Regions from separate parts of the Mus musculus genome. Here all the other regions are linked to region 1. The links are chromatin contacts, called in public HiChIP or PLAC-seq maps. All regions are on one chromosome and are shown on one strand. Each heading gives the region's core, a stretch centred on a gene start, on an enhancer-like site or on the middle of the called end of the contact. The rest is flanking DNA. Distances are from core to core; before and after follow the strand shown. Region 1 has its middle 400 kb from the start of Gm40298. Region 2 holds the start of Lap3 (leucine aminopeptidase 3). Region 3 holds the start of 9630001P10Rik (RIKEN cDNA 9630001P10 gene).

The links. HiChIP or PLAC-seq counts read pairs in DNA pulled down with a chosen protein or histone mark.
Region 2: a contact with region 1 is called in an H3K4me3 HiChIP or PLAC-seq map of neural tube, with 5 times the contacts expected there. The contact joins the promoter of Lap3 here to the enhancer-like site in region 1. A contact is called at or near these places in 19 of 39 promoter capture datasets (the 3T3-L1 cell line, 3T3-L1-derived adipocytes, the C10 cell line and 13 more), 1 of 484 Hi-C or Micro-C datasets (bone marrow-derived DN2 thymocytes), 10 of 115 datasets of contacts at active chromatin or transcription factors (astrocytes, bone marrow-derived macrophages, differentiating embryonic stem cells and 7 more) and 2 of 9 other capture datasets (embryonic stem cells and liver).
Region 3: an H3K4me3 HiChIP or PLAC-seq map of neural tube shows a contact between it and region 1, with 6 times the contacts expected there. The contact joins the promoter of 9630001P10Rik here to the enhancer-like site in region 1. A contact is called at or near these places in 9 of 39 promoter capture datasets (the C10 cell line, cranial neural crest, embryonic stem cells and 5 more), 4 of 115 datasets of contacts at active chromatin or transcription factors (embryonic forebrain, forebrain, neural tube and 1 more) and 2 of 9 other capture datasets (adipose tissue and liver).

Annotation. Positions count from the first base shown.
Region 1 is chr5:46,330,270-46,334,599 of GRCm38.p6, reverse strand. No RefSeq gene overlaps it. Among named protein-coding and RNA genes, the nearest start is that of Gm40298, 400 kb to the right of the region's middle. Within about 2 kb of position 2,344, at least 1 of the 459 cell types and tissues checked has an H3K27ac peak or open chromatin away from gene starts, as enhancers often do. A contact at or near this core is called in neural tube, where this site is marked.
Region 2 is chr5:45,491,120-45,495,449 of GRCm38.p6, reverse strand. It overlaps Lap3 (leucine aminopeptidase 3), which reads right to left and starts at 2,076. Exons shown (of 13, transcript NM_024434.6): 1 at 1,889-2,076; 2 at 169-284. The coding sequence starts at 1,990.
Region 3 is chr5:45,636,809-45,641,138 of GRCm38.p6, reverse strand. 9630001P10Rik (RIKEN cDNA 9630001P10 gene) reads right to left here and starts at 1,864. Exons shown (of 4, transcript NR_102378.1): 1 at 1,603-1,864; 2 at 793-850. Fam184b (family with sequence similarity 184, member B) reads left to right here and starts at 1,638. Exons shown (of 16, transcript NM_021416.3): 1 at 1,638-2,046. The coding sequence starts at 1,900.

The DNA.
Region 1 (4,330 bases), core at 1,095-3,594:
GTATAGGGGTGCTGATGAACCATCCTCTTTGTGGTTTCCACCATTGCCTGTGAAATGTCTATATCTTAGAAAAAAGGCACCCCCCAGCAAAAGGCATAGTGAAAAGAACTTAAGGCAAGAATTCCTGGTGCCAGTATTATGAGTGATTACCCTCCTCTTATTAATTAGCTTTCTTCATTCACAGTAGATGAGATCTTCCCGTGCTCATCAAGGGGCATATTTTGCTGCTCTCATAGAATTGCTAAATTTTGGCAAGGTGATGATGGTACATGCATTTCTTTAATTCCCAGCATTCAGGAGGCAGAAGTAGGTGGAACTATGAGTTCAAGGCCACCCTATTCTATAGAACAAGTTCCAGGACATGCAGGGCGACACAGAGAAACCCTGTCTCAAAACAAAAATGAAAAACAAACAAAAAAGAATTACTAAAATACAAAGAATCTGATTTGCAATGAGATATTTCTACACTGCAGTAGTAATGTCTCAATGGGTTAAGGAGAGGTAATGTCTGTGAATAAAAACATTTGCAAGTGAGTCTAAAACTTGAACCCTATAAACTGAAAAGGGTTTCAGAAACTCTTGCCTTGTGTTGAGACAAAAATAAAGAACAATTCCCTCCTTTATGTGACTTTATATCTCAGCCTTGTCTTACTAAATGTCAAAGGACAGCCCTGTGTTTAAAAAAAACCCAGTCTGTGGACAGAATTTGCTTCACAATATTTCTAAATCTTATAAGGTTACTAGGAGCTAAGTAGTCCAGGTTTTACTACAAAATTTAGTAGATATTTTTGCGTAATCTAATGAGATCAAATACGATTGCTTTATATTTTAACTATCAACATGTTGGGTTTCAAAATTATTCTTAGATTATGTGCCCAATTTAAAGTATGCTATTGAAGTTGAAAGTATGCCAATATGGAAAGGGACAGCACCATTCTCCCTAGAGGGAGAACTACTGTATCCTTTCGGTGGCTGACAAGGTTGCTTGTGGACACAGGTCTTATCTAAGGCTTTTAAAGGAATGATAGAAGATTGTAAATAGTATTGGCAGGTGTTTACCTCATGAGAAAGAATTGCATGATAAAGACATATGCATCTTACCTCAATAGCATGGAAATAGTCTTCCAACACTACAGGAAGAACCTGTGAGATCCAGTGTAACTGTCTCTCAACTGCTTATGACCTCTTCAAAGAAAAGATGGTGTTGGAATCTACAGAACATTACATTTATGACTCACACAAAGAACAGACAGAAGCTCCATTGCTTCTGCTCCCCCTAATTTCTTAGACCCTCACTCTTCTCCAAGCTGCTTGCCACTGCGCCGTCTCACCATGTTCAGATAATGCAATGGCAGGAGTCAAAGCTCAGTGGATAGTAGAGCTGTTACTTAAACACATCTGGGCTTCGGGGCCCACAAGGAACAGAGACGAGGCGATTCTAGTTCGCTTTTTGGTGCTGTGATAATCAACATAACCAAAGCAACACGGGAACTGGGGGTGGGGCTTATTTAGCTTACAAATCCATGCCACTGCTCACCAGTGGGAGAAGTCAGGACAGGAGCTCAGTCAAACCTAGGCAGTATGGAGGTAATCTGTTGGCTGGCTTGTTCCAGGCTTCTATACATCTGCCTTTCTTACATCCCCCAGGCCCACCTGTCTAGGAGTGGTACTGCACTTAATGGAGTGGGCCTACCTATATCATAGCAGTCACGAAAAATAACTTACAGACGTTACCATAGGCTAATCTGAGGGGAGGTATTTCCTCAGCTGAGGTTCGCTTTTCCTCATATCTCAAGTTGACAACCAAGATCAGCTATCACAGAGGCCAAAGGAATATGAAATGCATTAAAAACAGCCCTTCAATTAAATCTCTGAGAGTCCGTGTTTTGAGATTGCATTAGTTTTCCCTGACAAGTACATCTTAAGTCTTTTAGTCTTAATATTTTTCCTTAAATGAACCAAACTTTTACTTTAATTTGTTGATCATGGCATTATTCATTTTAACTTTTTATTAAAGATTTCACATAGAGACCAATTTTTAAGAATCAATTTTTTTAATCACTTGAGAGTAATCTCATGTGCTACATTTTAAAACAATGCTTCCTTGAACTTGGTCAGATCTGTGACCTCTTATTCAGCTCAATATCCAGTGCAAATAGATATTGTGTCAGGATACACACACACATGCTGTGTCACATGTGTCACATGCTCAGCTAAAAACTGCCCATTGAGCCCAGAGGGTCCAGTTGGCAAAGACAGATCTGAGAGAAAACCCCAGGGCTGTTCTTGCTTCAAAGGCAACAGAAGCCTCCTGGCAGGCAAGACAGAATAACTATGGCCAAAGTTATTGTTCTCTCTTCTGACTGCTCTGACCCCAGTCCTGTAGTTGCTACCCCCACCCTTGGAAGGACTAAGAACTAAGCAAAAGAGTGGTTCTTCCTCCATCCCTTATACATTTGGACAAGAGAGCCAGTTATAACCACTTCTGTCTGCTCTGAGCTTCACAGATCAATCAGCTCCACTGAATAGCTGCCAGCCATAACATTTAAGCCACTATCCCCCCCACCCCCAGGACAGCTTCTTACAGGCCTGCAAAGATAACCTTCTAAAGCCAATACTTGTATTTTTTCAAAGGATCCCAAAGCATAAAATCTCATGGAGAACAAGGACCATGTCTTATTTACCTCTAGTTTCACAGAATGTTCCCCCAACATGAGGGGTAGGAACTCAGTACACATTTGCTAAACTGAAAGGAAAGTTTGTTCTGTTCAGAGAAGGAAAAAGAAATGTTTCTGTGACATATAGTGGTTCACTTCAAAGTAGAGAACCGGCAAAAACTTCTGAGAAAACACATTAGAAGTTTTCATTATATGTAGGAGTGATGTTGGTGTTTTCTTCCTAAATAGAAAATATAAATCTGTTTGAAATACTGCTGGAAAGATCAGAGGACTGCTAGGTCTCCTGTAATTAAGGAAGACTTGGGAGTTACAAGCAAGTGTGAGCTATGGATCAAATTCAAGTATGTGTGGACACAGACACACAACACATACACACACACACACACACACACACACACACACACACACACACCACACACACACACACCCACCCACACACACACATCCGTCGATTCCTCATCATTAAGTCAATTATATCTGCTAGTGTTTGGAACTGTGTAATTATATAATGTTACAAACAGGCTGTGTCTGAATGTCTGTATGTTTTGTGTCTTTGTATGTTTCTCTGTCTGTCTTTAGACATGGGGGGGAGGGGGAAGGGAGAAGAGAAGGGGGGGAGGGAGAGGGAGAGAGAGAGAGAGAGAGAGAGAGAGAGAGAGAGAGAGAGAGAGAGAGAGAGAGAGATTTTAACATCAAATATATTAAAATCCCAGCGACTCTTATGCATGGTAAAACATTGAGTAATTACCCCAGCCCAGACATTTCTTTACACATGCTTTCTGCAATCTCCCACTTTGTTATTTATGGAAAGATGGGGGGCAGGGAGCAGACAACTCTTACCATGGCAACCCTTACAGAATATGTTACACTTAATATTATCTGTCACTGCTTAGATGAGAGTACTTCTTACAGTGTGGCTGAGGATATAGCATTTGGTTTGATTATATGCAAGTCTAAAATATACCAGGGAAACATACTAAGAAAATAAAAGAACATAAACTTTGTTCCTTTGTGAAATAGCACCAGTGCCTCCAAAAGTCTCAAGTCCCTTGTGGGTGAATTGAAACCTGTGTAGCATGACCACTCTTGTCACTATGTGATAAAGAGATCCCTCTCATTGTAAGACTGAAGATGCAGAACATGGGTGTTATAATTTCTTTCCAGTGGCTTACCTCCAAATAGGAAAACTGTCTTCCTAGCAGCTGTTTCAGGTATCCACTCCCTAATGTCATGGATATAACTAACTTCCAAAGCATTTGGCCACTGCTTTCAGTGGGTCGATCTACATTTGAGGCAAAACCAACCAACCAACCAACCAAACAAAAAACAAAATGAAACAAAAATACCAAAACACCTTTGCTTCTTTCTCATGGCTTCACTTGTAATTACCTTCTCTAGCCTCAAGATTGATTCTTCTTCTTTGGAGAAATCTTATAGACTTGTCTATGAGTTGTGAATTCTTTCAGGTAACAGGCAACATAAGCTTCTAGTGGAAGATGCTAGGAGGGGTCAGTAGGGTACCATTCTTGTTTGATTTCTGTTGCTCTAATAAAAACACCTTGACCCAAAGCAAATTTGGAGGAAATGGTTTATTTGGCTTACAACTCCAGGTCACAGTATATATGGAAGAAAGTCAAGGCAGGAGCTCAAGG
Region 2 (4,330 bases), core at 827-3,326, 840 kb after region 1:
TAAATCCAGAACTCCAGGGAATGAGGCAGGTGGATGTCTATGAGTTTGAAGCCGGCCAGCCTGATCTACATAGTTCCAGGACAGCCAGAGCTACACAGCAGAGACCCTGTCTCACAATGCAAAATACACACACAAACAAAAAGGAACCCCAATTATAGTAACACTTACATGTTCAACATTTCCCTCAGCTTTCCAGACACCAACTTATTAAAACTCTCTCCCGCACTTGTAAATTGTGGCAGGTCATCATCTTTGTCTTTGGCATAAATTCCTAAAACAAGGCCCTGAAAAAAAAAAAAAATCAAGAAAGATAAATACAATCAGAGTAGATCCCCCAGAAAGCATTGGCTGTCCAGATGCAGAAGGGGCAAGCAATCCCATTAAAACTGTCTTTTTCCGCAGAGGCCAAGAGCAGAGCAGCAGCCTCCACCGCAGCAGCTAAAATCCCTACCAGGGCAAGACTGGAACTGGGTTATGTGAGACATCTTGGGCCAACCCTAAACCTGAAAATCACTTGTTTCAGATCTACTGTCTCAGGGTTCGGTCGTTTAAAATACTTGTGTTTTGACTCTGTCCACTCAAGGGTTAGCTGCAGGACTTCCTACAGACATTCAGAAGTGAGTGAACACTCAGTTTTTGGAGTGCTTCAAATTTCAGATCAGGGATGTCCACATTGTTTAGTACCCTGTCAATCAGGGAAAGTGTGTGACTTTGCAGAGAGGGCAGAAGAAGCAGGGCCTTCTGCCAAGCACTTAATGGTGTGGCTCCACATTTCTGTCACACGCTCCCCGCCCCAAACACCTGAAATAAGGATGTAAAACCACTGCTCATCATTTGACTTCACAAGGCAATTTACGACTTTTAAAATACTGCCTCCCTTACGGCCACTTCAAGGAGTACTTTTCTCTCATTTGCCAGATAAGGAAACCTAGTCCCTGACACTGGAGCTCCTGCGTAGTTAAACTTTGACAGTGCACATGCCTTCTTTCTGGTCAGGGCCCTTTCCAAAAAACACCCCAGGTACTCCGGACCCATCTTTCCACTGAAGAAAACAGGCGTCCTTAGCAATGGTAAGTGCTAGGTTCTAACTTTCCCAAGATTGTTCATTCTGGGGTTCCATGAGACCAACCTGGGACAATCCAATGTTACCGGCCAGGGCTGGAAAGGTGTCTGCCTAACTCCTCTGCTATCTGTGATAACTGCAGGCGACCTGAGTTCAAAGCTCCATCTGGAACATTCCTCCCTCACCAGGTCCTGGAAGTATGACCTGGAAGTACTCCAATGAGCCCTTCCAGACTTTTCCCATCTGAGGGTCCTTCATAATTTCTCAGACTATGGAGAAGACCCTCTTCCAATTTCAAGATGACCTCTCTCAATAAAACCCTTTCCCCTAAAAGGACAGAAACCCAATCCAGCAGTTTCCTCCCCCAGGGCCTTCCACTTCACTTCAGCGGGGGGAGGGGTCCAGGCCCTGTGACTGGCTACTCTGGAAGCGTAGCAGGCTTTGGGACAATCCTACCGTCGTCCTTTCTAGGGTCTCTGTGAGAACTAAAAGAATTGGCGAACTAGGCGCGTGTAATTTTTCAGAGCTCAGTTAGAGGAGTCAGTAAACACTGGTTAGGTGGAGTGAGCGGTTCTGCTCAGCCTTCAGAACCCAGCACTGTCCAGTTAGGAAGAAAGGACGCGCCCTCGGCAAACAGCATCGGCCGCCCTCGTCGCAAGCCGGGCCCAGGCTGGTGTCCTGCAAACCCAGGGAACTTTTCTGTTCAGCTCATTTCTGCAACTTGATGCGTCCGTCCGACACATCGCGGCCTGGATACGCCGGGTCACCCTGCTGCCCGCCGCCAGGGCTCGCGCGGCCGCCCGAGAGCGAGCCGCCTCCACTCACCTTCGTCATGTCTGCGGTGGACAGACCCCGATCCCAGAGACCTCTCACTCCCAGGCGGCGGAGCGCGACTCGCGCGGCAGCCGGAAGGGGCAGCAAGTACATCTTCTCGGCTCGGCCCTCGGCGCCGCCCTCCAGAGAAGGAGCACGTGGCGCGTGGCAGGGCGCGCGCCTGGAGGCGGGACCTCCGGGGTCGCCGGACGCGCGCTTGGAAAGCCGGACCTGTGCGGGGCCTTGGGGGCGGGGCCGTCGGCAACTGGGCGGAGACCCGCTACTGAGCCTTAGGGAAGGGCGGCAGGCCCTTGGGGGCGGGGCTTCTGTTCTTGCGGGCCGGCGTCGTGGGCGTGGTTTCTGCGGGCTCAGGGGCGTGTCGGCTTGCTCGTGCTCGCGTGGGAAGCCTGAGAATTTGGTTTAAGGCAGTTTAACAGAAGTATGTCAATTTTATTTAACAAGTTTGTGTATACATGGAAGCCCTTACAGGAAAATGAGGATCCTGAAAGTGATCAGGTCCAAGTGCTTATATTGAATAGTAAATAGTTATGAAAAAGTAACTAAGCATAAAGGAAAACAAAAAGAATGTAATAATTAGCTAAATAAGGTTCATTTGGGCAGATTTCTAGCTTCCTTAACGCCTCACCTCGGGTAAAAGTATTTGGGGTAGCAGTAGTTTACATGGTGGTTTGACGTTCTGCTTTGGGGTTTGGGAGACCCAAAGATGGCTCTTCTTGCATTTAGTTCTATTCAAGTGCCTTTTAGGTGCAAAATATTGATGCTCAAGTGGCATACTTTAATGTAGCATATCTGCCATCCTTCATTATCCAATAAGGGCAAGAAGTACAGTGATTACAAAAACTGTTTTGAAGAGTGTCTTATGTAGACATCCGGATATGGGCCATGATTGTCCCCATTAGTAGCCCACCCTCACTACTGACAAGGCTCATATTTTAAAGCTTTGGTCAGCAGCTCTTGGTCAGCAGCTCGTGGTGCTGCAGGGAGGAGGTGGAACACGTAGAACATGGGACCTAGTAGAAAGAAGTTGGGAGGTTTCAAGGAAAATGCTGTGATCCCAGGACCCGGCTGCCTGTCTCTGATTCACCACAGATGAAGAGGCATCCCATCGTATGTGTTCAGCATAATTGCTATGCTGGCCCTAAACCCGTGCACTGAATGACCACGGGAACCTCTGGAGCTAGGAACTAAAGTCTTTCCTCTTTTTAATTTGACAGCTTCAGAAAGTTTTGTCCTGGTGATAAAAAGGTTACTAACGTAATAAGATCAAGTTCCTTCTGCCTTTTTTATTTTGTTTAAGGACATTTCTTCCACAAGAAATGCCTCCAGACCATCCCACTGTGGGTTTTATGTCTCCTACTCCCAAAGCAACCTGTCTCAAATTGCTAATCACCTGTATCCTGCTCGTGTGTGTGTGTGTGTGTGTGTGTGTGTGTGTGTGTATGTGTGTGTGTGTAGGACGTGGCTTTCACTTCTGTGTATTCATGCCAAAATCTAGCATCTAGTCCATATCTAGGGCCTATGCAAACAAGGTGCTCATAAATATTTGAATGAAAGTATGATCAAAGTCCAGTTGAGGTTGCAGCATTTAATTAAAGACCAGGCCAGCTGCCAGTGGGATTTCCTGATAATAAACTGCATGAGAAGTAGAAAGATAATTAAAGGGACATCGGGATCAGGAAGCGCATAGGCTTGGCATGGGGTGGAGACATCAGCCTGCTCCTAATAAAAAAGAAGATACAAAGACCAAGTCTCTGGTTTAAAGAGAATCTTAAAAGGCAAGAAGCCCATTTACTGTGGATGAGGGAGTCAGCAGGGAGCCAGGAATGATCTTCATAGAAGCTGCAGGGAAAGCTATGCTTTAATAGATGCACCAGTTAAACCCATTAAAGCCCAGGCACCAAAATGTGTGTGGGTCAGCTTAAGGGAAGGAACCAAAGCACTTCCCCTTTGGGGTAATCCGACCAAGAGTGAGCCAAAGTCCGACCTCCCAGCTTCTCTCCCTGTGTCTTCCAAGGATCTATGGCTCCTGTTTCCTGGCTTGTCTGCAATCTGCCTGTTGTTAGGAGTCTGAGTCTGTGTCCGCCTCAGTGCCGTCTTGTGAATTTATCCCTCACAAAGCTTTTAGCTCTCTCTTAATGAGCAATGCAGAAAGCGTCACATGGGGGAAGGGAGGGGGCTACTTTACAGAAATCTTTTGCAGTTTTACAAGGAACTGAACTTTGCTGATTCCACCTGACCCAGGAGCCTTCAGAAGACTAAGGACAATAAGGCAAACTCTTGCAGCCTATATCCAGGTTGAACAAAGAGGCTGATTACACAATAGGACATAATTCTGAAGTCTTAAAAACTTTCAAGTTGTGCTAACTTGGCAATGGGGTCCAGCAAAAGTTTCAGTCTCAGAATGTAAGAAAGCTTTTCATAATAACTTATCAC
Region 3 (4,330 bases), core at 615-3,114, 690 kb after region 1:
TTCACCACCATACCTAGTCCCAACACACATTTTAAAAAATTGTCTAATTTCTTGATATTAATGCAAGGAAGAAATGAAAGGGATGAAATGAAATTAAATAGTATGCCTTTTAGTATATAAATTGAGTAACTTGATGATGATGTAGTATTCGGGTGCTTGCACGTTAGGAGACTTGCCACCAATGTGGCAAGTGTGTGTTCACTCTCAAATACCAAGAGTCACAGGGCCACTGATGTGATAATCCAAATTAGTGAATATTTTTTTGGTTCAGTATTCTCATTCCATGAAGGCTAATTTTCTTCTCATTTGCACAGTGGTTGAATTTCTGTAAAAATGATATTATTTATATACTAAAAATAGCATTCTATAAAATTTGGAAATAAATAGGAAGCCTGTATTTAATACATGGACTCCTGTGACCCTGATCACCAAAGATTTTTGTCCCACGGAGTTGTGGGATAAGCCTAAGGTTCTCTTGGTTGCTCCTCTGGGTGCTCTGTAATGCCTGGGAGGTAGACAGGGGTTCACAGTTGTGGTATCACTGTCCCCATTTCACACCCAACTGCCGTTTGTAATCACCTGATCAAATAGTTAATTTTTCCCACCTATAAAATGAGTATTGTTATTGGAGGGCGAGAAGTTTATAAAATAAAATATATTAGCCAGGCAAAATCATAATAATGACACTATTGCCACTTCAGAAAAATCTGACCAGGATTCTGTCTTGTTTCTCAAAGTCCATTGTTCAAAACCAAAAAAAAAAGCCAGAAACGATTTTGGTTCTCTACCTACCTGCTTTCCCAGTCTAAGGGGCAACAACTTCAAAACGCAACAAGGTTCAGCCTCGGGTCTGTCTGAGGTAATGGCACAGGTTAGATGAGCTCCTTTGCTTTAACTGGGTAGGCTTGACTTTCCAGACCCATCTGGTGCCCCTTGTAACTTCCTTTCCCACTACCACCCTTTCTAGCTCTTGCAGGACTTTTTTTCCTTGTCGCTACCTCTTTCCCTACTCTGAGACCGAAATCTGGCGATGCCCCGCCCCCAACCCACCCCCAAGTTTCGGTCACTAGTGACCTTTGAGTGGACGATGTGGGGAGATCTCTAGCATCACTGAGCAGGTCCTATCCAAGGTCAGGAAGGGGGGCTTCCAATTCAGTCCCACCGTGTAGTTCTGAGGTTCCAGCTCTATTCCCACTTTGAGCTCCAGATCTCAACCTCCTAGAATCGGAGTGGTTAGCTCCCTCATCCCCACTTCTGCCCTTCAGCATCCCGCCTCCTCTCTTCACCCTCGCTCTAAGCATCAGGGCTGCAGGAATAAGACCCGCTCTCTCATCTGTCCCATCTACTACTACAGGATTTTCTAATATTTTCATTCTGATTTGCCGATCTGCTAGGGACTAAAGCCAGCATTTCTTCCTCTTGGCCTGAGCTATCCACCTCGGGCTGGATCGCTCACAGTGGAGTTGGAAGCTCCAAGCCACCCAGTTGGCCAAGGAGAGGGAAGGGAAAAAAAAAAAAAAAAAACCCTGCCCAGGGCACCGCCCCCACCTCCTGTCCCCCAACACCCCTCAGAAGCTGTCCTCTTGCAGGTATAGCCCGCACCCTCTCGGAAGCATCCGCAGATGGTAAACCTCACGTGCAAGGCGCCAGCGCTACGCTGCATGGTGCGGGTGCCCGTGAGCCAGCTAGCTCGCGAACGAGCACGAGCAGAGGAAGGTGGTGCGCGAGTGGGCCCGGGAAGGAGACACCTCCGGAAAGAGAGCCACGCGGCTGTGCTGGCAGGACTGCAGTGCCACCTCTCTGGAGAAAGCTCTCACGCCCGTGCTCGAACGCACGTGCACACGGCCAGCGGTGAGAGCGCGCGAGTCAGAGCATTTCAGTGCAGGGCTCCTTAAAGCGATGGCATCTGCCCTCAACAGCAAAATTCACCCGCCAGGAACCTGCGCGAGCTCCAAAGCCGACGCCCGCGGTGGCTCGGGCTGGAGAATGGACTGTGATCCGGAGATGCACGTGAAAATGTGCAAGAAGATCGCTCAGCTCACTAAGGTAAGGCGGGGTGCTGCGGGCAGACCAGCTGTGTGCCACAGGCACCCAGAGTAGGGGTGGGAGTGTAGAAGCACCCCAGGGGAGGACCGCACTGAATCCCCACAAACTTTGTCACAGAGACCAAAGGAAGCTGTTCTGTATCTGAGTGAAGTGACCTTCTGGAGACTGCATTTGGAAGCAGCAGACAGGATTCTTTGCCAAGGAAACTCCCGCAGCCTGCTTGCTTAGCAGGTGGGCTGTGCTTTCCCAAGGCTAGAGGGTGTGTGTGTGTGTGTGTGTGTGTGTGTGTGTGTGAGAGAGAGAGAGAGAGAGAGAGAGAGAGAGAGAGAGAGAGAGAGAGAGAGAGAGAGAGAGATCATGTTCCCTTGCCAGCCCTGTTCAAACCTTCAAACCATCATGCCTGGAATGTTGTGATTTTATTCTCTATATCTGGGGAGATCATGTGAGACCTATTTAAACACGATTCATTAATTCCTTCATTCAACAAATATTTGAATCATTTGTTGAGTGCTAGCAGTCTTTCGTGGCATCGTACTAAACCTGGAAGGAAGCCCAGGGGACTTACTGTCAAACTGACTACAGGCATGTGTTGGATCATAAATGGGAAAGGGTAGGATGCTGTGTATGCTTGTGGTAATGGAAAAGACCTTGGGAGGTCAGCCAGCCCATATCCCTACTTCATCTCAGGATCTTGGTTGAATATATCCAGTATGTATACTTGAGATGTTGCCAATGCAGGTTGTTAATCCCTGGCAATTTCCCGGTTAGGAACAACTCCGCACAGATTCCCTCCACATATCTGTAGAGATGTCTTTCCTGCAGGGTTTGAGTAGTTTAAATTGTTTACTTGGTATTTTCCATTTGGTCTCAAACTCCTAGCACAATGCCTACTAGTAAAGACTAGCTCCAGCGTTTGTCCCAGAGTATAATGAATGACATATTCTGATTTCTTTCCTAAACATCTTCCTCTTACTTTCCATACCTGCTTTTCTGAAGGATGGATGAGCATCCTTACCACACTGGAATCCAACATAGGGTGAAACAGAACAGCACTCGCTTTCTTCTCCTGACCTCCCATTGGCCTCTTCATATTCTTTGCACAAGAGCCTGTCTCCAGACAGTCGTGCCACGATATCTAACCCAAAGGTGTCTAATAGCGCCGATCAAAAACTTACTTAAGTTTCTTATATAAAAATGATTTTCGTATCTGAAAAAGCAATTATAGGATCCGACACCTTCCTTGTCTTCAAAAAGCTAAAGTTTTTGTTGTTTGTTGGTTTGTTTGTTGGAAGAGAAGCAAGATTTGAAATAGCAAGAGCAATTAAAAGCACACAACAAGAGCTATGTGTGATACTTCAAGTTATGAGTCCTATGAAAGTGGAAACAAAGCAGGGCACGGCAGTGTGTGCAGAAAGAAGGGGAAAATTATGAAAGAATTATCCTTGACTTGTGATAGTGATGATCTATGGGGTGCCTGCTCTATTTAAAAGATTGAACATCACTTTTATTTTTGTGTACGTGTGTGTCTGTACATATACCCCATTGGTGGGTGCCTATGGAAGCCAGAAGAAGATGTGGGCTTTCAGGAAGCTGGAGTTACAAGTGACTATGAGCCACCCAATGTGGTTGCTGAAAATCAAACTCAGATCCTCTGTAACAGCAGCAAATATTCTTAACCACTGGGCTATCTCACTAGTTTCATATACTGAATATTGGTGCAATAAGCCCTAGGCAGGTTCTGTTCTAGCTAGTAGAGTCATTTTGAAAAAGGGGACTCTGAACTGAGAAAAATGCCTCTATAAGATTTCCCTGTAGGCAAGTCTGTAGTTTTTAAAATTATAGTTGGTGTGTCTAGCTGACTGTGTGTGGTGCTATTCCTGGGCAGGTGGTCATGGGCACTCTAAGAAAGCAGGCTGGGTAAGCCACTGAACAGCACTCCTCCATGGCCTCTGCTTTAGTTTCTGCCTTCAGGCTCTTTCCCTGACTTCCTTGGATGATGGACTACCAATTGTAAGGAGAAATTAAACCCTTTCCTCTCCAAGTTGCTAACAGTGATAGTGTTTTATCACAGCAATAGAAACCCTAACAAAAGCGTAGCCCTTTCCTTTATGGTATGTCAAACACATAAATAGATTATTTCAATGTAACTGGGTGGTGATTCAATTCAGTAATATTTATGGATTACCTATTTTGCTAAGCCATGAAGACTCAGCAATACAGAAGGCAAACACCATCCCTGGTGCATAATCAGCAATATTTCTCAGAGTTCTCCGTTACAAATCAC